Linked DNA regions of Pan troglodytes: region 1 is linked to region 2. The links are chromatin contacts, called in public Hi-C maps. All regions are on one chromosome and are shown on one strand. Each heading gives the region's core, a stretch centred on a gene start, on an enhancer-like site or on the middle of the called end of the contact. The rest is flanking DNA. Distances are from core to core; before and after follow the strand shown. Region 1 overlaps GXYLT1 (glucoside xylosyltransferase 1). Region 2 overlaps PPHLN1 (periphilin 1).

Evidence for each region. Hi-C and Micro-C count contacts between places; a contact is called where the count stands out from the background.
Region 1: a contact with region 2 is called in a Hi-C map of induced pluripotent stem cells, with 2.2 times the contacts expected there. The contact joins two enhancer-like sites. A contact is called at or near these places in 2 of 7 Hi-C or Micro-C datasets (induced pluripotent stem cells and stem cell-derived neural progenitor cells).

What each region holds. Positions count from the first base shown.
Region 1 is chr10:53,717,579-53,723,316 of NHGRI_mPanTro3-v2.0_pri, forward strand. All of the region lies in intron 2 of GXYLT1 (glucoside xylosyltransferase 1), which reads left to right. Among named protein-coding and RNA genes, the nearest start is that of GXYLT1, 19 kb to the left of the region's middle. Within about 2 kb of position 3,208, at least 2 of the 24 cell types and tissues checked have an H3K27ac peak or open chromatin away from gene starts, as enhancers often do. A contact at or near this core is called in induced pluripotent stem cells, where this site is marked.
Region 2 is chr10:53,477,155-53,483,133 of NHGRI_mPanTro3-v2.0_pri, forward strand. The region is part of intron 4 of PPHLN1 (periphilin 1); the gene reads right to left. Among named protein-coding and RNA genes, the nearest start is that of ZCRB1, 43 kb to the right of the region's middle. Within about 2 kb of position 3,222, at least 1 of the 24 cell types and tissues checked has an H3K27ac peak or open chromatin away from gene starts, as enhancers often do. A contact at or near this core is called in induced pluripotent stem cells, where this site is marked.

The DNA.
Region 1 (5,738 bases), core at 1,958-4,457, 240 kb after region 2:
AAAACAAATAAAATAAATATTAATTCTACTCATTATATTTGCCACACGCTGTGCTAGGTGGTAAGCACTGGACTCTTGGGTCAGGTTAATTGTGGCTCCATCCTTTTGGAGCTTACGTTCTGATGGGAGTTTCACACTAGTAAACCTGAAATTACAATAGAGTGTGACAAGTTGTTGCTATGATGAGTCATCTTAAAGCATCAGGGAAGACTTGGAGGGAGTGACCAGATGATGATCTGGAAATTAGCTAGTTTCAAGGACAGGAGGTGAAGTGTTTGAGATAGGAAGAACTTCATTTTTAAAAACTTAATTAAAAAATTTATTTTTAATTGACAATAATTCTATGTATTTATGGGGCATAAAGCGGTGTTTTGGTGTCTGTATATATTGTGGACTGATTATATCAAGCTCATTAACATGTTTATCATCTTACATATTTATCTTTTTTTTGTAATGGGCACATTTAAAACCTATTCTCTTCGCAGTTTTGAAATAAACATAATTATCTGTAGACACCTTGCTGTGCAGTAGATCTTGAGAACTTATTCCTTCTGACTGGAAGTTTGTATTGTATTCTTTGGTCAACATCTTTCCATCACATACTCTCTCCCACCCCTTCACCTCCAGTGCCTGGTAACCACCATTCTCCTCTCTGTAAGAACTGCATTGTAAGTATCTATTAATTGTACATATTTGTAAATTCTTGCATTCTCAATACAGTATGCATCCCATGAAGAACTGGTGGGGAATAGGTTCAAATCAGATAGTTTAGTTATATCCTGTTGCTGTGGAAGAGATTGGGTGATTGAGATTTTAATGTGAGCCAAGTAATATTCCAACTTTTAAAAATTAACTTTTAAAGATAATCTAACCTTTCAGTTTGGTTATACTTTTGGATAATTGAAGCTTTGTATGTTTTCATTCTTATGAATATTTGCAAATGAATATAGTATTGACAAGAACCACTTTGCCTTGCCACGTAATTCCACTAGCTTGAAGCAGGGTAAACTTGAAAAGTTCAGCATACTCTGATTTATACAACCCAGACCCTTTTGTAAATTACAGCGTGAGTAATAATAATCTTTCCTCCTTACTGACTGCAGGAGTGTCCCAGGGAAATTTACCTAGTCGGAATCCTGGACTCTCTGCTTACCATTCCTTTTGTTTTGGCTCCTCTAACTCATTTTCCTAATGCTCCCAAGTATTCCGTGGAATAAATTATATGTGGATGGATACATAACGTTGTAAGCCTTGTGCCTGTAACCTAAATTTGAGACTTCAGAAGTTATATGCCTTTCCTCTGTTATACTTTCTACCCGTAATATTGCATCCATTATATCATGCTATTACATTTAAAAAAAGCAAACATTTTGTGTCATATAATTATGTAAAAATTTCTCAAACTTAGTTTCTTATTTAGAACTAAGGATTCCCTCACATTTAATCACCCTATTTCAAATATGCATACGAGCCCAAATGCCATACAACTGCCAAATCATTCTTGCCCTCCATCTCAGTATCTACTTTAATACTGGTAAAGCTTCTTTGGAATCCCCCTTTACTACCACTTTTTATGTCACATTCTGCCTGGCACCAGGGGGCCCTTAGTTGGGTACCTTACTTTCCCAACTTGAATTATTTGTATAACTTTGATCAAATATTATTTGGGTGATCATATTCTCCCAATTAATTTATTATACAGTGATCATAATATAAAAACTAAAATGGCCTCAACTCCTATTACAAGTGTTTTCATCATTCATATACATCATATGCTTTTACATAGTTGTGATTCTGGTGTAGACTAATCTTGAATTTTTTTTTTTTTTTTTTCTTGAGACAGGGTTTCACTGTCTCCCAGGCTGGAGTGCAGTGGCATGATCTTGGCTCACTGCAACCGCTGCCTCCTGGGCTCAAGCGATTCTCCTCCCTCAGTCTCCTGAGCTGGGACTACAGGCATCTGCCACTGCGCCCAGCTGTTTTTGTAGAGAGGGGGTTTCACCATGTTGCTCAGGCTGTTCTCAAACTCCCGAGCTCAGGTGATCTGGCCGCCTCGGCCTCCCAAAATACTGGAATTACAGGCATGAGCCACCGCCCCCGGCCTAATCTTGAATCCTGAGCTTAAAATTTTAATACTTTTCAGTGTAGTATGGTCTTCATATTTCTCATGTCAATGGCAACACACTATTCCATTGCCTCTCAAAGTGCTGGAATTATAGACATGAGCCACTGTGCCTGGCTTTATGTCTTTAAAACAAAATCAAAAATCCCTGCAACAGTTTGTTTTCAATCCTCTCTTTCCCTTCATCAGCAAGCTTCTTTTGAGTACCTACCTACTGGCTGGAGGGGTGTGGCTCACGCCTGTAATCCCAGCACTTTAGGAGGCCAAGGCGTGCCGTTCGCCTGAGGTCAGGAGTTCGAGAACCAGCCTGGCCAACATGGTGAAACCCCGTCTCAACTAAAAATACAAAAATTAGCCAGGCATGGTGGCGCGCAACTTTAGTTCAAGCTACTTGGGAGACTGAGGCACGAGAATCGCTTGAACCCGGGAGGGAGAGGTTGCAGTGAACCAATATCACACCGCTGCACTCCAGCCTGAGTGACAGAGTGAGACTCTGTCTCAAAAAAAAAAAAAAAGTTCCTACTGGTTTCGCTTCTGGGTTTTGTTTGGTTTGTTTGTTTTTTTGAGATAGTCTCACTTTGTCGCCCAGGCTGGCGTGCAGTAGCACCACCAGGGCTCACTGCTGCCTGGACCTCCTGGGCTCAAGTGATCCTCCTGCCTGAGTCCTCTAAGTAGCTGGGACTACAGGTGCATGCCACCATACCCGAATAATTTTTTTTTTTTTAATATTAGTGAAGACAAGGTCTCGCTGTCTCGCTATGTTGCCCAGGCTGGTCATGAACAACTGAGCTCAAGTGATCCTGCTGCCTTGGCTTCCCAAAGTGCTGGGATTACAGGCATGAGCTACTGTGCTCAGCCTTGGTTTTACTTCTTTTAATAAAAAGAACTTCACACCTCAGCTATCTGCCACCTGACTCTTACTGTCATCACCCCACCTCTGAATTATTGTTCTGGGGCTTAATTTTATTTCTCTTACCCATTTGACACTGTTTACTACTTCCTTTTTCTGTCAGCTCTGTTAGCCTCTGGCTTTTGAGACCAGACCAGTTACTCAGCTCTTTGATCTCTCTCCTCCTGGACTCCTCTAACGCTGCTTTCTAAATGATCTGCATTTCTTAGGATTCTGCTCTTTTCTCTCCCCATTCCCTGAATAGTCACAGGATAATTTGTTTAACTGATAGCTCCAATTCAGAGTTCTTTTCTGAGAGCCAGACCTGTATTTCTAGTTGCATATTGGTCATTTTTACCTTTCTGATTCAAATGCCTCAGAGACTCATGTTCAAACCTGAACTCATGCTCTAGCTCCTCAGACTTTCCTTCATCTGTGTTTTGTATCATGTTTACAACGGACTTTCTCCACATGTCAGTCTACATTAACTCTTCTTGTCTCCTTTCACACTGTTGCTCCTGGCTGCTTGCTTCCTTCCTTCTCCCTTAACTGTTGTACTCATCATTTCCCAAACAATTATAGTCTCCTCTCACTGCTCACTTCATCTCCCTTCTCTGTCTCCTCTTGGTTATTGTATTTACCGCATTTGTTGTGATTGTGAATCTTCATCCACTTCTAGACCGTTAACTCTGCAGGCTGATACCATATGGTTTTAACATTTAAGTCTCATGCCTAGCAAGGTGTTTGGCAACCAGTGAGAAACAAATGATTAACAGGATCATTTGTCTGGGAAGCTTTCCCCAATACCAGGTTAGATGTTTGCGTTGTGAGCCTCTTTAGCAATCTCAGTTTTTTTCTATTAAAACAATTACCATGCTTTCTTATTCTTTTAAAAATCAGTCTTTTCACAACAGGCTACAAATTGTATAAGGTGAAGATTGTGGCTTTCTTGCCTACCCCAGTGCCCATATGAAAGGAGTTCAAATATTTTTTAAAAAGAATGAATTGTATCACTAAATTGTGTTTTAAAAATTATATGGCTGTAAGCCTGCACCAGCATTGTGTGAGTGTACTTGGGGTCATCATAACCTTAGCATTATTGGGAATTATAATTTTATCACTTATTAAAATGATAGCTTTTTGTTGATTATTTGTTGAATGTATTTCCACATTTATTTAGCTTTTTTCTTTTGTTCTGTATATCATCTATTTGATATTGATAGTTATCTATTGAATTTTTAATGTTTATTTTATGAACTCTTAGAATAATATGTTCGGTTTTGCCATTGATTGCAAATAAGTTTCTAATTTGTTTTTTTATTTTACTTTCATTATACAAACTCTAAATTTTAGAATTATCAAAATACCAAAAATATTTTGTTTTAATGTACTAATTTTTATATGACTTTAGTTTTTAAAAAAATCAGTTCTTTAAAATATTGAATCTTCTTTATGGTGGGAATTGATTTTAGATTTGTGAATTCTGTGGTCATAGGTGAATTTAATATTAGCTGTATTATTTTGAGTAGTTCATACCAGTTTTAAGAGATATATTTTCACTGGTTATTTAAAATTATATTTTAGAAGTTAATACTTATATTTCATGTTGGATTTTTAGATTTTTTTAATGCTTTATATAAAAATCCTAGCTTTTTTTTTAAGTATTTTGTTTTGAAAGTGTTTTATATGTAACTCATGAAAGTAATTTTGCCTGGTATGATAATTTAGCACAACTCTTTTTTTTTTCTTTCTTTCTTTTAGTCCATTATGTGTTGCTGGGAACAACTCTTTTAATAGTAAGAGAAAAAGGTGTTGTTTTTCTTTTTAAGCACAACAGGTTAAGCAAAAAAGCTTTCCATTTTGTTCAACTGCAAGTTTTTAAAGATAGCTTCATGGCAGTTCTTTTTTAGTTTTAGTAGATGGTTATTTGAAATTTAATTGTTTAATTTGACTTTATATACTTCAATGGTAGTTTGTAGTCTAATTATGTATCTTTTTAAATAGGGAATACTAATTTAATAATAGGCTATAAGAACACACTGGAGATCATACTGTGAAATAAAACAAAATCAAAAAAGTTATTATGATTCCTTTATAGCAGAAATTTACTTAAAATAAGAAGTCAATTCTTAAGACTTAGAAATTTATTAACAGTATTTGCATCTAAATTTGTTATGTAAAGCATTCTTTTTTTATGATAAACCCCTACCTCCTAAATTTTTACTTTGATAAATTTCAAATATGCAAAGGTTACAAGAATAGTACAGTAAGCATACCATACATTTTTTACCTAGATATTTATTATTAACATTTTACCACTTTTCTTTTTCTGCCAAACCATTTGAGAGACAGCAGGCATTAGGACACACCCCTAAATACATAGATTCAGCATGTATCTCCTAAGAACAGGGACATACTTTAATACAGCCATAATTGTCACTTTAAGTTATTTAACACTGTTTATAGAATATATATTCCTATTCCTATTTTCTTATTTTCCTGTTAATGTCCTTTGTATCTTTTCCTCCCCATTCAGGACCCAGGCAAGGACCATACATTGCATTCAACTCAGGTTGAGTTAGTCTCCTTTATTCTAGAACTGTTCCCCAGCCTTTTTTGGGGTGAAAAGGGGTGCTGTTATTGGTATCTTTTGTGATATTTTTGTTTTTGTTTTGCAGAATGTCCCTTAATTTTGATTTGCCGACTGTCTACTTATTATTAGATTCA
Region 2 (5,979 bases), core at 1,972-4,471:
TGAACACTAGCTGATTAATACCCCAAATATATTGTCCCTTCAGACACAAGTAAGTTTCCCTGGGAAAAAGCAGAAAATAGTTTAAATTCATTTATGGTAAATGAACTGGTATAGAACACTAATAATGAAATAGAGCATTAAGGAATTCTAGCACTAGTTTAGTCACTAAAACTACAAGGGTCATACCAACAGCACTGGTTAGCCAGAGTGGTGATATGGGTATTAAATAAACAGGTTTTAGAAATTGTGTGAGGTGCTGGGACCCAATGGTGAGCCAAATGTACACAGTCTCTGCCATCACAGAACTCTCGGTTTAATAGGAGAGGCTGACATTAGACAAATATACATAAAACATGTGAATGCAGTCAAGAATGGATGTAGAGAGACTAACGAGGAACCTAACTTAGTCCAGGCAAGAGACAGTGGTATCTTAGATGGGACAGGAGCAGGTGAGGGGTCACAAATTTTACATATACAAGAATATACCCTCTAGACTTAATGGGATGTAGTTAACGTCTTACTAATAAAGTGTGAAAGACGGGATGCCAAGCTGATTCCCATAATTTTGGCATGATAGATTAATGAAATGAGAAAAATAAATTTAAGAAATGAGGATGCAGGTGAGAGGTCCACATTTTGATGGGAGCATGTTATATTTAAGATGTTTGTGTAATATCTAGGTAAGCAACTAAAGATACTAGTCTCAAACTCAGAGGAAATTTTTGGCTATCAATATAAATTTGTCTGTAAATAGGCAGTACTTAAAGCCTGGTATAGAGTAAAGCAAAGGAAAAAAAGAACAGTAGGCCTAGAACGTGGGACTAAAAAACTCTACCATGAAGAAAGAAATGGGCTGTCGAAGAATGGGAAAACAGAGAAACATTAGAAAGGAGAATGCATTTATCATGGAAGCCAAGGAAAGAGTATTCCAACAAGGAAAATAAAGGTTTCCTACATTGAAATTATATGAGCTCTTATTGGTAACTTGCTTACAGGATAGAGAGGAAAGATTGCCTACCTTCCTCTATTGAAGAGACAAAATGCTGAACTACAGTTTCCTAATCTGACACCAGATGGCAGTAAAATCACAGCAGTACAGAGCTATCAGTGGCCTAAGGTGGCAGGATACACTTGGGGGATGTCAAGTGTCAAATGTTAATAGCTCAGAGTAGAATAATGTCTCTTCTCCCCTTCACATCAATCCTTCTTCTGCTCCCCACCAATTTAAGCAAAAACATCACAACAGGCCTCAATTTTCATAAGTATCCTTTTTGATAAAGTGGTAATATTAGCCATTTTTTCAGATATGTGTGTGTGTATTATATAATGTATATAGTGTCCACTATATGAACAGCACTATAGGGAATTACTCTTGCTTTGAAGAAGCTAAGTATATTGGGAAGGGGGAGTAGGGTGAGAGGGGGTGAGGACCAAATGTTTAAGAAGGCTGGTACAAAGTTACAAAGGTAACTTTGTAAATAGATGGAAAACTGATCCAGGTCTTAAGGAAAGATGAGATTTAGATTAATATTATCTAACAGAAATATAGCCAAGCCACAGAAGAAGTAGTCATATCTAAAGTAAAGAGAAACAGGTCAAATTAATTTTAGCATTTTATTTTACTTAACCCAATATATCCAAAGTATTACCAACATGTAATTGGCATTAAAAAAAATTTGGTAAACTATTTTACATTCTCTTTTTCAACCTAAATATTAAAAATCCAGTGTGCATTTTATGCTTACAGAATATTTCAGTCTAACCTGACGATATTTCAAGTGCTCAAAAGGTACATGCGGTTAGTAGCTCCCATACTGGACAGCATAGATTTAGATGGTGGGAAAAGCATCACAAACTTTAGAAAAAGCAGTAACAGATTAAAGTACTATGTGAACAAGAACTGAAGTAGTTAGAACAGTAAGACCTTAAAAAAGCAGTGAGTAAAAAGCAAAGGTAGAAAACTTTTAAAAAGAGAAATGATAGTATCAAACACTGCAAGTCTCGGGGAGACTATGCATTTAAGACCTAGGAGTTGGCCAGGTGCAGTGGCTCATGCTTACAATCCCAGAACTTTGGGAGGCAGAGGTGGGAAGACTGCTTGAGCCCAGGAGTGTAAGACCAGCATGGGCAACATAGAGAAGCCTGTCTCTACAAAAAATTAAAAAATAGCTGAGCGAGGTGGCACCCACTGGTACTCCCAGCTATTCAGGGGGCTGAGGTGGGAGGATCACTTGAGCCTCACAGGAGAGGCTGCCGTGAGCCATGATCGTGCCACCGCACTCCAGTGTATGTGACAGAGCAAGACTCTGTCTCAAAAAAAAAAAAAACAAAACAAAAAAAAACACCAGGCCGGGCGAGGTGGCTCACACCTGTAATCCCAGCACTTTGGGAGGCCGAGGCAGGGCGGATCACTTGAGGGCAGGAGTTCCAGACAGGCCTGGCCAACATGGTGAAACCCCATCTCTATTAAAAATACAAAAATTAGCTGGGTGTGGTGGTGTGTGTCTGTAGTCCCAGCTATTCGGGAGGCTAAGTCAGGAGAATTGCTTGAATCCAGGAGGCAGAGATTGCACTCCAGCCTAGGCAACAGAGTGAGACCCTGTCTCAAAACAAAACAAAAAACACCTAGAAGTCATTTGATCTGTCAGTCCAAGAGTCCAGTAAAATTCTGGAAACCAAAGCAGATTGCAAGAAATTAAGATATAGCTAGTGAAGAAGTTAAAAGCCGTAACTTTTCTTCCAAAACAGGCTGAAGGAGGGAAGATGGGAAGGAATGGTATTTTGAGGAAAGGGGCTTATTTGACCACTACTGAAGGCCGATAGAAAAAAGCCAATTCACTATAAAAGGGGAAACTGATAACGCAAGACACAAAAATGTTAATGGTAAAGAAGGAGCCAAAAGTCAACTGGAGAAAGTGAGACAAAGGGACTTAGTAGAAGAGAAGAATATGAAAAGAATAAATAGAAAAACTCTTATTTCAAGAAAATAAAATACAACAGAGTTCTCATCAAAAGGCCTTTGTCTCAGTAATTACAGAAGTCATCAAAAAAGTAAAGAAAGAATGTGAATGGAGGCTTTATGCAAATTAGAGAGTTTTACTGATCCTCTGGGGCAAAGTATTAATTAGAGCAATCCTTCTCAAAATGTATGTCCATAGACCTACCTGCCTCAGCATTTGCAGGAAAGGTGATAGAAATGCAAATTCATGGGCATCAACCCTCACCAGCTGAATTAGAATCTCTAAGGGTGTGACTCAGGATTCTGCATAAGGCTTTCCAGGTGATTCCTATGCACACGAAACGTTAAAAAGGACTGAATTAAAGAAGCTCACTAGCATGTAAGGGCTGTATGTAAGTGAACCGTTCAGAAGTCAGAAAGCAGAAATTCAGAGTTCACGATAAAGGCAAAACAATTCCCAGTGATGAAAGTAAGGCCTGGCCATGCCTGTGGATATATAAAGTTGAAAAATACAAGAAACAACTTGAGTTAAACATGGCATTAAATCAGGATACAGAGGCAGATTGGATAGAGAAGATTGTGAGTCAGAAATTGTAATCATCAAGGAAGAAGGAATGGTCTCCTGGAAATTCATCAGAGAATACAATAAGACACGGTGGTGTAAATGAGGACGTTCAAAGATGACGTGGAAACACAGGCTTGGAGAAAGTAATGAGGAAGAAATATGCCCGAACTCATCTCAAGAATCAAGGAATTAGGAGGCAAGTAAGTTGGGGGAAAAGTTTCAAATCTCATTCCATTCCTTAACAACTGGATGACCTTGACCAAGTTATTTAATCTCCCTACGCTTTAGTTCCCTCAACTATAAAGTGGGGATAATAATAATACCTACTTCACAGAGTTGATGTGAGGAATAAACAAAATAATATATGTTAAAAATTTAGAACAGAACCTGGCATATAGCACTCAAAAGATGTTAGCTATGTCTATTTACCCTATACCCTGGTATTACTTCCATTAAACCAGTAAAACGTTTGCAGCAAGAAAGAGCCAGGCATGCCAATACAAGTGCCTGATAGTTGTATGTCATTCAGGAAAGCAAAACTATGGAATCTTGCATGTCTCTAAGAGTTTAAAACCAAGCCATAATAAAGCTTCTAGAAAAAGACTTCAGCTTGACTTCCCAGGGAACTTACTTTACAGAGGATGAAATGCCGAGAACTTCAGTAAAAGAGTCTTTATGCAGATAAAACATATGAATGCAGCTCACTAAACTAGGGGTCAGAAAATGTTTGCTCTTTCAAAAGCCAAATAATATTTTAGGCACTGTGGCTATATGGTCTCCATCACATCTTCTCAACATTCCTCTGACACACAACAGCAGCCACTGATAACATATAAAAAATAGGCGTGGCTGTGTTCCAATATAATTTTATTTACAAAAACAGACAGCTGACCAGATTTGGCCTATGGGTTGTAATTTGTCAACCTCTAATCTAAATAATTACGCACTTCCTGAAAGTTTTCAAGCACAATTTATTAAAGAAGAAAGAGGCTACCTACAGCTTCATATTTCCCACAGAATATCAAGAAAGGTACGGACTTTTTCACCCCATCTTTTACCAATATCTTAAAATTTTTGTGCTTTAAAAGTTTAATTGTATTTTGGAAAGAAAAATTAATTAAATAATGATAGAAATGTTTTGGCTGGTTCATATTTTGTTCTCTACCAGAGATCTGACAAAAAGCCTTTCTTAAAATATGTTGCATAGAACACTAATCCACAAAATATTAGTATTTCCCATTCTACTACAAAACATAAAAGGGGGTTCTGTGAGTAAATAACTTTGAGAAACACATTTACTTAAGAGTTCCACATCTCAGATTACTCCTTAATGGCAGATACAGATTCAACAATTAATTCATCTACTTATATATGGCCTTTTGACCTTATTATAATTAAACTCTCTGAGCTTCATTTTCCTAACCTCTCCAGACACAGCAATTCTGACATGAATGGTATCTATATTACAATTTCAGGTTTTAGTCTTTTCATCATCAGTTATCTCATTTTTAATTTTACATGAATACATGGACTCTCAAGCTTTAAAATATTATATATAACTGAGACAATTTGGGGAGGACAGCAATCAATTCTTATTATAACGCATATCATGATAAATTCAGGTGAATTGAAAAGCTAAATGTTTGGATGGAAAAGACAGAAGAAAAAGACCCCCCACCCACCCAAAACAACTGTAAGAAAAAAAAATTTGTAAGTATGCAGGAAGAGCCATTTTGTATCAAAATACCAAGTATAAACTATATACAGAAAGGCCTCTAAGGTGAAAATTAGAATTAGATTTAAAGTACATTTCCAATTAAAAGAGAAAATTTCAACATCAATGCCAGTCTTAAATATTAATATTTAATAATTTATTTTTGGCTGGGCACAGTGGCTCACACATGTAATCCTACCACTTTGGGAGGCCGAGGCAGGATGGATCACTTGAGTTCAAGGAGTTCAACACCAGCCTGGCCAACATGGTGAAACACTGTGTCTATTAAAAATACAAAAATTAGCCAGGCATGGTGGCGTACGCCTGTAATCCCAACTACTCAGGAGGCTGAGGCAGGAGAATCACTTGAACCTGGGAGGCGAATGCTGCCGTGAGCCGAGATCGCAGCACTGCACTCCAGCCTGGGCAACAGAGTGAGACTCTGTCTCAAAAAAAAAAAAAAAAAAAAAGTGTCCAGTACTAGTGGTTAGCTGTAAAAACCACTCAGTATCAACTAGTATAATTTTCTTTGTGCAAGTATCATCTCGATTTTAAGAATTTTTTTGTTGTTTTATCCATAACCCTGAAGCATGCTAAATAGAGAAACAGTATATTAAAGTCTGGACATATTTTTAATACTGTTCCATAAATCACCAGGTAAAAACTGCAAGTAAGACAAAGGTCCATTTACCATGGAGAGAAAACTTACAACAAAAGCTTTCAAAACTATAGGTTTCTAGC